Regions from separate parts of the Mus musculus genome. Here region 1 is linked to region 2. The links are chromatin contacts, called in public HiChIP or PLAC-seq maps. All regions are on one chromosome and are shown on one strand. Each heading gives the region's core, a stretch centred on a gene start, on an enhancer-like site or on the middle of the called end of the contact. The rest is flanking DNA. Distances are from core to core; before and after follow the strand shown.

Region 1 (5,705 bases), core at 1,012-3,511, 920 kb after region 2:
GTGTTGTTTAGAATGACTCCAACCTTGAGTTACCAATTTTAAGCTAACTTTCTGTTATAAGCAAAAATCTGTTGACCCCTTTAAGAATTGCTTGTGTAGATAATCAGCCTCTAGCAGGGCTTTTCCACCTCTACTTGACTCCCAACTGCAGTGCAGTGTAACTTATCAGTTTTTGCTATGCAAATTGAGACTGCCTTTGAAACAAGTTAAACTAAATCAAAGGATGGACATCCAGCAGATAAAGTTTTAAACATTTATATTTTTCAACATGAAACACAGAACAACACTCATTCAAACAACAAAACAAAAACAAACATAAATTGACAGACATATGGACAATTTGGTGCACCAAGAACAGACAATAGACAGGGATTAGAACTTGATGTCTCAAAGGGACCCAGATATCCTAACCAGAACTAAGAATATCTCCATAGGAGACAGAGAGGAAGCAAGGCGTCTCCCGATTTCCTCCTGTCCCTAGGAGAGCTCTAAAATAGCTTATTTCCATTTTTCTTCTCTTTTGCTAAAAGGTCCCGAACAGGGGATAACTGCTTTTCTGAAACCTAGTCTCTCTATCTTTTTCTCTCTCATGTTCAAAGTCTAATTCTTTATCTCCTTCTTCTGGGAATTCTGCCAGCAAAGGGTGAGGAGTCACAGTGGTAGCTTCTGATAGTTGCTGCCCAGTGCCCTGCTTTTCTAACTCTCCTAATTACTCCTCAAACTTGTCAAATTCTTTCATATATATATGAATACACACACACACACACATATCATTCCTACTTCTGGGAATTAAGAACAACGTAAATGTAAGAATTTTTCTAACACCTGTTATTATGTTTTTGTAGTTTTGTGTTTTACTCTTTATTTATTTTATTTTATTTTAAACCCTATTCCTCCCACCTAGAGCAGCTCTTGGCTGTGAACAAATTTTCTTAACCCATGTTCCTCGTGTCTTGAGGGATTCCTTGAGATCCTGTTAAAAACAATTCATGTCTACTTAATGTGTGTCCCATATTCTAGCCACTCTTCCTACCTTTCTCGGGTTTACTGTCGATGGAGTCCCCCATGCCCATTTCTCATCTCCTGTATCTACTCTCAGGCATTCCTTTACTAAGGACCACAAAGTAAAAGCTTCAATGGGCACCTTTTCAGGACCATGAGCAGCCTAAAAGCTTCTAATTCGCTCACCAATTTTATTCCATGTTTCCACATTAATAGTACCATCCCTAGGATGGTAGGCCTGGTCAGAGTCCCTCATTAACTTGTACCATGAAGCTTGGCCACAGGACAGCAGTAGATCCTCTATTTGGGGGATTCAAGAGATCAAATGACTCAGACAGCTGGGGCATTACTAGCTCTGCACTGCCACCCCAGGGACAGACAGAGCCCTAGTATGGGAAATATTTATTTTAGGAGAATTTATTTGTCTCCAAGAGAACTTACTGTTCCTCTTACAAAGAACAGGGTATTTTGTGTACATAATTTGTTACACACTCGTTGCCCACTGCTGCAATCTCTACCTAAGTTGATAAGTCCTGCAGAGTAACTTCAGTCAATGTCAAATGGTAACAACAACTAAATCAAACAGTAGCCATGAATTTGAAAGCACTGTGTATTTAATGCAAGGTAAATGAAAAAGAAATGAAATAACATCTGATTGGCTCTCCCGGAAGACCCGCCCCCTTCTCATCCCGCCGCCCGCCCCCCTCGGCACGCCCACAGCGGAGGACGGAACTGAGCGCACAGGCGCGGTGCTGCCTCTCTCAGCTGGTTTCCCGCCCTCCTTCCTTCCCTCCCAGTCCTCTCGCCCCTCCTCAGGCCCGAGCATCTTCCTCCTTCTGGCGCCATCCTTAGCTGAGCTTTCGCCAGGGAACGTCTTCCTAGTCCCTCAGGCAGCGGTGCGGGCGCGACCCTGCTCCACGCTCGCGGTTCCCGGGGAGGAGCATACCACCAGAGCACGGGGGGAGCCGCCCTGCCAACCGCGCCTCGGCGACCCCGTGGGGCTGAGTCGACGTCACACCAGAGCACGGGGGAGCCGGCCGCCCTGCCTCCCGCGCCTCGGCGACCCCGTGGGGCTGAGGCGACGTCACACCAGAGCACGGGGGGAGCCGGCGGTCCTGCCGCCTGCGCCTCGACGACCCCGCGGGGCTGAGGCGACGCCACACCCCGCAGCCTGAGCGCACAGCGGCCTTGACCCAGAACTCGGAGCCGCGAGCGCCGCCCCCACCCATCCGGACCACGGTCAAGGCCGAGACCGAGGAGCGGAGCCTGGACAACTTCTTCGCCAAGAGGGACAAGAAAAAGAAGGAACGGAGCAGTCGGGCGGCCAACGTTGCGAGCGGCACTGACGGGAGCAGCGCGGCGGCGGGCTCCAGGCCGGGCGATGGCCGGAGCTCGGTCTCAGGTGCCAGGTCGGGCGACTTAGGGAGCTCGGGCTCTGGTGCTAGGTCCAGAGACAGCGGGAGCGCGGGCCCGGCCGACAAGGCCATAACGAAGGATGAAAATGAGTGGAAAGAATTTGAGCACATAGAGGTTGATTACAGTGGATTAAGAGTTCAGGCAATGCAAATAAGTGAAAAGCAAGATGATGATAATGAGAAGAGAGAAGATCCAGGAGATAATTGGGAAGAAGGTAGAGGTGGCAGTGGAGCAGAAAAATCTCCAGGTCCCTGGAATAAAACCGTTCTGGTACAAGCGCCTCCTGCTCCAGTAACAGTTACAGAAACCCCGGGGCCAGCAATGCCCAGTGGTGTATTTAGGCCTCCTGAGGCAAGGCTAACCACAACAAGGAAAACACCACAAGGACCACCGGAAATATACAGTGACACACAGTTCCCATCCCTGCAGTCCACTGACAAGCATGTAGAGAGCCGGAAGGATAAAGAAATGGAGAAGAGCTTTGAAGTAGTAAGACACAAAAATAGAGATAGGGAGGAGGTTTCAAAAAACCAGGCCCTTAAACTTCAGCTAGACAACCAGTATGCTGTGCTTGAGAATCAGAAGTACAGCCACACACAGTATAGGTAAGGAATGGTCTTTGCTAAGCCTACGAAGGTAATTAGACCACAGCTAACCACCAAGAACAGCCATTCATCGTTTTGATTTATGGATCTACAGTGACTGACTGAAGACCTCAAAGTCCAGTGACTGTCCCTGTTGCATTATGGAAGTTCAAGAGTCACAACTGATCTTGATGTGTGTTGGATTTAGGGGTGTTTCATTGTCTTAAGTATTTGTGAATTAGATTCAACAGTGTTTCCATATTTGCTCTGTGTATAAAACCAAACCTGCAGCAAGTGGCCATTCAAACATCTTTACGTTCAGATACTGAGCCTTCGCAAGGTTGACTACCTCAGATTTGCTGCCCTTAGTTATAGATTTCATTTGGATCACATCTTCAACATAAGGTTACAGCTACTAGTGCCTGTGTGAACCTTGAAATCAACTCTACTGGATTCCTGTCAGAAAGCCTTCAGAAGTCAGACATCTGGGTTCTGATCTGCTGTAAATGATGAAGAGGTAAGTGACCTTAATTAACCTGTTCTGTGCCTCATCCTAAGGCAAACTCTGTAGGCTTTGCCTATGTTAGACTCCCTGGAACAAGCCACTGTCAGAAATGATGTGTTTGGATCATCTGTGTGGGGCTTATGATTTATAATTTAAGTTTTTAGTTGTATGAGATAACTGTGGATTTAATTCAACCAAACTTGGGTCCACCAAATGGGGAGTGGGTGGGGGGTAGACTTATTTCTTTGAATAATTTTTCATTCAGATAGTGTTGTTCGATTCCACATTAAGGCCTTGCTTTGACTTGGAGTAAGTTCTTTAAGGGCATATTGTGTGGAGAAATAGTCTGAAAGAAGCATTGGAATTGTAAAGTGCCCTAAGGATTTGCCAATCCTTAGGTGAAACCAGATAGCCTTTGATACATATAAAGGACAATGGATCTGCTGCACTCCAGGTGCTGCTCAAGCCTCCTAATCAGGTCTAATTGAATTGCTGTGGACGAGGTGTGGTGTCTCATCACTGCTGTGGACAGAGTATGGGGTCTGCTCAGGAGGAGAGGGTTTCTCTAACCTAGCTTTTAACAGTTCAAAGCAACAGGAGCAAAACACCCAAGTTGCGCAAGAATCTGGCATGGTGTCTGATAAATCCTTGTGTGTGCCCCAAATGTGAAGGTTATAGGCTATTCTGTAGATCCATTCATTGTTTAGCCAGCTCTTGACATTCACCTTTGGAATATGTTTGGTAATAACTTGGAGACGCAGGGGAATAGCCAGTAATGTAGCATTTCTGTTGTTAATAATTTCAATTTAACTATCTAGTAGTACTTGGCTCTCAGAAGAGGTTACTGCTAAATTTCTTTCTACTTAATGAAATAGCCTGTCAGTTACCTACTTTGTCACTACAGATGGTTCAGTACACATACTCTATGTTGGCATATGACTATGTGATATGATAGTAGTGCCCGGGTTTCTCTCTGTAAACGAATCCCTTTGTCAAACACAGTTCAGACTTGCTCACTACTGACAGGAGTGTAACAAGAAATGGATGTTTTCCCAGCTTGAAGCATGTTTAGTGGATTTAGGGCAGCAGTGTGGGAAGCAGGAGGTGGAGGCCAGTGTCTCCTACCAGACTGTATGCCACTTCTGGGCAATAATGCTGGCATGACCTGAACCAGCTAGGAGGAGGTGGGGTGATTAGAGACTTGAGATTCTTAGTTAAACTGAAAACTTCATTTGGGCACCAGAAACCTTAACAAATAATCTCACACCTTGCTTGAGCCACAAACTTCTATTAAAATATGCTTTACCCCAGCGTGACACACAAACACACTTTCTGTTTGGGGTTATGGTTTAAGATGTGAACAGAAACAAGATAAGGTTTGTTTAATGCCATACTGTACTGGAACGCTGAAGATCTGCAGGAGATGTAAATTCCAAGTCGTGTTATTTTTTAACATTGTGAAATTATCAAAATGCACATGAATCAAGTTTTAATAACACTGTCTGGGTGGATGAGGCTGTCCATTGCACCATTTCTTTCTTTGGGTTCTCAGGCATGGTTCCTACAGTTTAAGAACTCTGTAACATTTAACAATGAATAAATAGTAAACCTATGGGGAAAAAAAAAGAAATGAAATAAAAAGGAAAGGACATGGCTTCTAAGTATGGTGAAGTAGAATGTTTCTTATCAAAAGAAAGAGAATATCCAGACACAGGAACAGTTTACAATGGACAGAACCATGAGCCTCATGAGGAGAGGGAGGAGGCAAAGCCAGACCAAGAGGCCAGGAGGGTAAATGATCAGTAAAAAAGACCAGGTAGCCAAATGGATGCGTTACATGAGGAAGAGCAGCTGGGAGGACATTTGCCCAGCCTCTGTGCTAGGGGTCTGGAAAGGACAGCATTGCACTGTATATAACAGGTAGGGATAGAGGACTGTTTGGAGAACCTGGAACCAAGGACTGATTTGATTTGTTAATTAGGCACCTTGGCCTTTTGTTCCAAGGTTTAATATTCAAGATTAGGGAGGACTGAAGAGATTGAAATGATTTAATTGTAATCTCAAAAGTTATTTTTTAAAAAATGAACGTTCTTTTATTTCTTCTCTGCCTAAATTATCAATGGAGGTAGAGGGAGGGAGGGACTTAGGTGGGAGAAGTGAGAGGGAGGGAAAAAGGGGAGCAGGATGAGTTATGGGTG
Region 2 (5,966 bases), core at 3,369-5,868:
GCTCATGTAATACTTTTTAAATAAACAAATGTAGAGATTGTTGGTAATGTCACCTGAGATCTCCAATACTAGAAGGAGGGAGATAGCTCAGTAGGTAATGCCATTGCTGTACAAGTGAAAGACCCACAACGTGAGGACTCCCCCAAGTTCTGACTCAGGATAGGCGACACCCCAAATCACTCATGAGAAATGTTCTTGATGCAAATTGCAAGAGGTATATTAGAAAGGCAAAAACTGCAAACACCTGGCAAAAACTGCAAACACTTGGCAGCCTGGAACAATGGGGCAAGTTCTACTCCCTGCCATTAGAGAGGCCTATTTTGGACACAGTTCTAGGGGCTTAAATAATTTTTCACTCTCTCTCAGGATCTTTCAATCCCCACTCTTTCTAGTAAATAGTTCTAATCTTAGAACTAGACACAGTTTTCTAACACACATGGAAAAGCAGAAGCATAATACAAGGGCCTTTCCACTGAATCTCAAGGTTTTCTGTGCGGTGGTGTCTAATGTAGAGCGAATCTCTATCTTGGAAGCAGTGTGGGGCTTTCAGGTCTTCTTTCAGAGCAGCATTTACAATTAGCTTCTAGCAGGACTTCTCAAGCCACACTAGACTTCTAACTACAGGTGCTGGGCTCCAAAGACCAATTGATACTGTCTGTTTTTTCTCTTTCACCAAATTATCGCCAGATAGTCAGAAAGTACTGCTTTTTCAAACCCGTTCTCTCATGTGTAAATCATCTCTAGCACACACAAGCACCTATGAGAATTACCTTCGCTTCTCTAGATTTTCACATAGCTCTAAACACATATAAAAAAACACACAAAACAGCCGGCCATGGTGGCGCCCGCCTTTAATCCCAGCACTTGGGAGGCAGAGGCAGGCGGATTTCTGAGTTCGAGGCCAGCCTGGTCTACAAAGTGAATTCCAGGACATCCAGGGCTATATAGAGAAACCCTGGCTCGAAAAACAAAAAAACAAAACACACACAAAAAAGACCACAAAACAAAAACCAACAGATCTAGACACACGTGACCCTTTTGTGTCCTCCACAAGCAGGCCAGCTTCAACAACAGAACTCGGTCCCTCTGATCGATCTCCGGAAACTACCAGACAGCCCTGGCTCTCCCAACTTCCCAGGGCATCCCCCAGGGTGGCAGCCTGTAGGTCCTCTTAGTAAGTCTGCGGACCACAGTCCTCCGGTCCTTAAGGCCTGAGAGGACAGCTGCAAACAGAAAGCACGCGTTTCAGAAAACATCATCATCTACAAACCCAAAGACATCTTTGTCCACTTCCACTGGGACAACCAAAACCAGAGAAATGACCCAGAGGTCTCTGAATCAGATGGGTGGTTCACGACAAGAGGGTAACAATTTCACTACCGACCAACAGATGGGACGAAGGTCCCTACATATGGGACAAAGGTCCCTACAGATGGGCCCTACAGGTGGGACAAAGGTTCCTACAGATGGGACAAAGGTGCCATGAAGTCATCTCTGCTACTGGGTGACTCCTGGGGAGAGGTGAACAATGTCTAGACAGCCCACAGAGAGTACCACCACAGACCAAAGACACCCTCCCACCAAGGTATGACTCAGTGGATCAGGGAGTGTGTGGGGTTACTTGGCAGAGCAGTGACTCAAAAGCTGCTTCAGCATAGAAAACCCCACCCCAGGGCAAGTGAGGATTCCTAAAGGCTACATGCCTGGAGCTTTCTTCTGGACTTGCAGGGGGCTCAGCACAGCATGAAGGCTAATTCTGATTGTCTAGTTGGTTGGATCTGAAATTAACTATGAGACAAACCTCTGTGTGGGTCTATAGAGGTGTTTCTAGGGTGGGTGAAGATTCCCAGAGGAGACAGAAGTTAAAGGAAAATACACTGCTATTTGTTTGCCTACCTTCATTCCTTGCTGGTAAGTGTGCCTGTCTCATTTCTTTGAGAAGCCCAGTTTCTTCAGCCTTTCAATATGGGCTGAAGCCCAGAGACTCTCCAGGAATGCCCAAGGCCTTCAACACCATATTGGAACTGCTAAGTCATCCAGCTCATGGATAGAGGAACCACTGGGTCCATATCATGGAAGTCAATGCAACCAGTCTTCCTTATGATATGTATTCTGTCTCAGATCCTCTCCTAAAGGACCCTGACTAACACATGTGTTACTGTGTGAACTCCTGGAGGGTGGGTGTTCCTGTCTCTGTCTCCCATGTAGGGAGCTGGTATGACTGGCTGGAACCTCCATCTGTGAACTTCTCTGATGCTCCCTTCTGGAGCAACAAATGCCACTATCCTTGAATCAGACAAGGCAGTATGACATGACAGAGTAGGCAGCTGCCCTTTAAGATGCAATTTCAGCTACTGCAGAAGGAACACAACTCCACTTCCCACAGCTCCCATACCTACACCTCCCACACCAAAACCTCCCACAACTTCCACTCCTATATCTCTCATGTCTTTACCACCCACACCTTTACCTCCCACACCTTGGTGACCTCCTACAGTCACTTTGGTTACAGAGCAAGAGGTCAGGTTCCATTTGCAAATCTGACCTGCTTGCTCTTCACCTTAGTGTCCCCAGACTGGAAATGCTGGTGACAGCTACTCTAACTCACTCTCTGTAATATGAGAAGGTGGTACTCAGGGTCCCTGCTCCTTGCCTACAACCTCCTCCTCCTCCTCCCCTCCTCTTCCTCCTTTACTTCCTTCTCCTCTCCTACCTCTTCCTCCCTATGTTTCTCCATCCTCCTTTTAACCCAAAAGAGGTGGATGACTTACAAAGGGCAAATGAGTCAGAGATAGGGAAGCAGAAAAAGAGAATGATTTTACTAAGTTATTATTCAGAGGTGCTTTCTGAGACAGAGAATAAGAGCAACCCTATCATTCACACAGCAGATACCTGGGCAGGAGATCTGTGGTGTCAGCCAACAGCCATTGCATGAGCAAGTAGGCCAGGAGCCTCAGGCTACCAGCTAGCCACCACAGAGGAGACTGCTGTGTACACACAAAAAAGGGACATTTAGCCCAATGGTCATAGAGGACACTGAGGTGGGATGGAAGCATGACCTCATCTGAGAGGATGGAGCCCTAACACTCTGTTATCCAGCTGTGACTCTGCAAGGCGAGTGCATCCTTGATGGGTGGATATAAATTGAGAGAGCATGTGAGATTTTTTTTCTGCTTATATTTTTATTTCATACTTTAAACTTTACTTTATCCTAATTTTGATGTATAGGTTTTCACTGAATATTAAGTTGTGATTTTAATCTCCTTGAGGACAAGTTGTTCTTCATGTACATACAAATTCTCTGCAGAGTCCTGTAAATATATAAACAGATCTTCTCCCAGAAAAACATCAGTCATTTTTATTATCCTGTTAATAGGTCTTTATTTTATTAGGGGCTAGAAAAGTTTAAAAAATTGACTTATTTATTGTTATATAAAGTATTATAAGGAGATCAATAATTATAATTTTACTTTTTTAAAAAGATTTATTTATTTATTATATGTAAGTACACTGTAGCTGTCTTCAGACACTCCAGAAGAGGGCATCAGATCTTGTTACAGATGGTTGTGAGCCACTATGTGGTTGCTGGGATTTGAACTCCAGACCTTCGGAAGAGCAGTCGGGTGCTCTTACCCACTGAGCCATCTCACCAGCCCTACTTTGTAATTTAGATGTCTATATCTTTTAAGGTTTGATGAGCTCATTCTACAATAGCCTGTCCCTGTGAATTATAGGAGATGTCAGTGGAATATGAGAAACTAAGAGTCAAACACCAATTTTAATACGCCTTTTAAGTTTAATATGCCTTTTAAGTATTTTCTGATTTTGAGGCCTTGGCATTATAAACTAATAAAACAAATACTGTATCATATCTTTGAAGGTTTCCCCAGGTTAGGCAAAGGTATAAATAACAATGAGAATTCAGCATATATACATACAGGAATAAAAGCAAACTTTCCCAAAGACAGGACATGTGTAACATTTGTCTGTTTTAAATCCCAGGGATATAGGCTCATCAGGGGTTAAATACCCAAGCTGAGCTAACAGATTTGCAGGAATGCAGGAGCAGTTTTCTGAGTGCAGTGGTGATTTGTAATGTAAGATCTTGCTATGTTATCTTCATAGGAAAAGCAACAAGCTTTTGTTAAGAAATTAAACTAAGCCAGGCATGGTGGCGCACGCCTTTAATCCCAGCACTAGGGAGGCAGAGGCAGGTGGATTTCTGAGTTTGAGGCCAGCCTCGTCTACAGAGTGAGTTCCAGGACAGCCAGGGCTATACAGAGAAACCCTGTCTTGAAACCCCCCCCCCCAAAAAAAAGAAATTAAACTAATCCTTACCTTCATATATCTGATCAGGAAGCACAGAATGACCTTGCACATGTCCAGTAGAGAAAAGATAATTTCTAATCTGAAGTAAGACTTGTAATTCTGAAAGTTGGGGTTCTGAAAATTGTAAAATATCTGTTCCACAGGTTTTAAAAGGGGGCTTGTCCTTCATATTTAAAAGACAATGTATCTCAGATGCCTAGTGTTCAGGAAGTTGTATTGGGAGAGTATTTGAGGTACCTCCTTAAGCTGCAGCTGCTGTGCCTTACTCCCAGAACATTCAGCAGCTTTCACCTTCAAGGTCAGTGGAGCTGTTGGGATGGGAAATGGGCAGGAGCAGAGCAGGGGTGTGGAGCAGGGGTGCAGTTTCTCCTGCCACACTCACAATTCTGTTGTGGGTATCTTACCATTTTTAGGAAGTTTGAGATTCTATGAACCTGGGGGTTTTGGTGATGCTTGAATTAATTGTATACTTGCCAGAATATTTTTCTAAATAACCTCTTCGATCCTTGGCAGCCTCTGTAGTTTGTACACAGGAGTTCTCTTTGATAAAGCCTCAATAAAGCTCCTTGAACTCAAATTCTCCCATGTTTCTTAACTCCCCTGTTTCTCTGTTTGCTACTTCATTTCCCTTTTAACAGGGGACTGAATAGACATTCCAAAAGAGCTTTGTAGATATTAGTTATATGAGGGACCATTGCAGATTTCACCGAATTAGAAAATGTAGGTTATAAAGCACCATCAAATGGCTGTAAATATTAACATTTACTGAGTAAAGTTACAATCTCCATTAATTTTACACTGAGGTATATGCAGGTTTTGATGTAAATACAGCATTCAAAATGTGTCTTCATAGGATTAAGTATTAATGTTACACCTTAGGTTTGAATGAAAAACAAAGACAAGATTGCTGCAAAGTATGGCTGAAGAGAAGATATATTGTTGGTTCTGTTAAACCAGAGAATCGCCAGAGAAAAATGAATTCCACCATGTGGGTAAGCTTTATTAGATATTACATCCTGACTAAGAGATGGACTTGGGTCACATGCTACAGGGGGTTGTATAGGCTATGAGGATTTATCATTTTCCTAAGACTTGCAACCTGCAGCATTCCAAGAAGTTACCTGTTTCTTGGGCTGGTGGTGCTTAGAGGTTATAATATATGCCAGAGGACCAGGCACAAACCTATACAGGCCCTGTGTTTATTGCTTTTTTCTCTGTAAATTCACATGAACCTGGTTCATTTGATTCAGATAGCCTTTTCTCCTTGGGTCCTCTAACACATCTGGCTATTTCATTCTTTCTCACATGCAGTTGCCTGACCTATTTTGGGGTAGGTTTGATTTAAAGGTCTGTGACAAGGACTCTTGTCTTTACTTAACATCTGTGGGTAGGTTTCTGCATCTCTTCCTGTCTGATGCAGGAGGAAGCTTCTTGGATGGTGACAGAATAAGACACTGGTCTTGAGTATAACAGAATATCATTGGGGATCACATCGTTGATATTTTTCCTTGAGTGGTAGTGTTTGTTTTTCCCCTGGGTGTTTATTTTATCTACTGTGTGGTTCCTAGCTACTCATGCAGAATTGGTTATGAGTTTCAGCTTACAGAGTAGGATTTACGTCAAAAGAGACATTGGTT

The links. HiChIP or PLAC-seq counts read pairs in DNA pulled down with a chosen protein or histone mark.
Region 1: a contact with region 2 is called in an H3K4me3 HiChIP or PLAC-seq map of embryonic stem cells, with 10 times the contacts expected there. The contact joins two enhancer-like sites. A contact is called at or near these places in 1 of 484 Hi-C or Micro-C datasets (LSK cells), 4 of 115 datasets of contacts at active chromatin or transcription factors (embryonic stem cells and stem cell-derived neural progenitor cells) and 2 of 9 other capture datasets (embryonic tail and embryonic trunk).

The regions. Positions count from the first base shown.
Region 1 is chr4:146,473,085-146,478,789 of GRCm38.p6, forward strand. It overlaps the pseudogene Vmn2r-ps16 and the pseudogene Gm13241. Among named protein-coding and RNA genes, the nearest start is that of Zfp981, 26 kb to the right of the region's middle. Within about 2 kb of position 2,262, at least 13 of the 459 cell types and tissues checked have an H3K27ac peak or open chromatin away from gene starts, as enhancers often do. A contact at or near this core is called in embryonic stem cells, where this site is marked.
Region 2 is chr4:145,552,238-145,558,203 of GRCm38.p6, forward strand. No RefSeq gene overlaps it. Among named protein-coding and RNA genes, the nearest start is that of Gm13212, 30 kb to the right of the region's middle. Within about 2 kb of position 4,619, at least 11 of the 459 cell types and tissues checked have an H3K27ac peak or open chromatin away from gene starts, as enhancers often do. A contact at or near this core is called in embryonic stem cells, where this site is marked.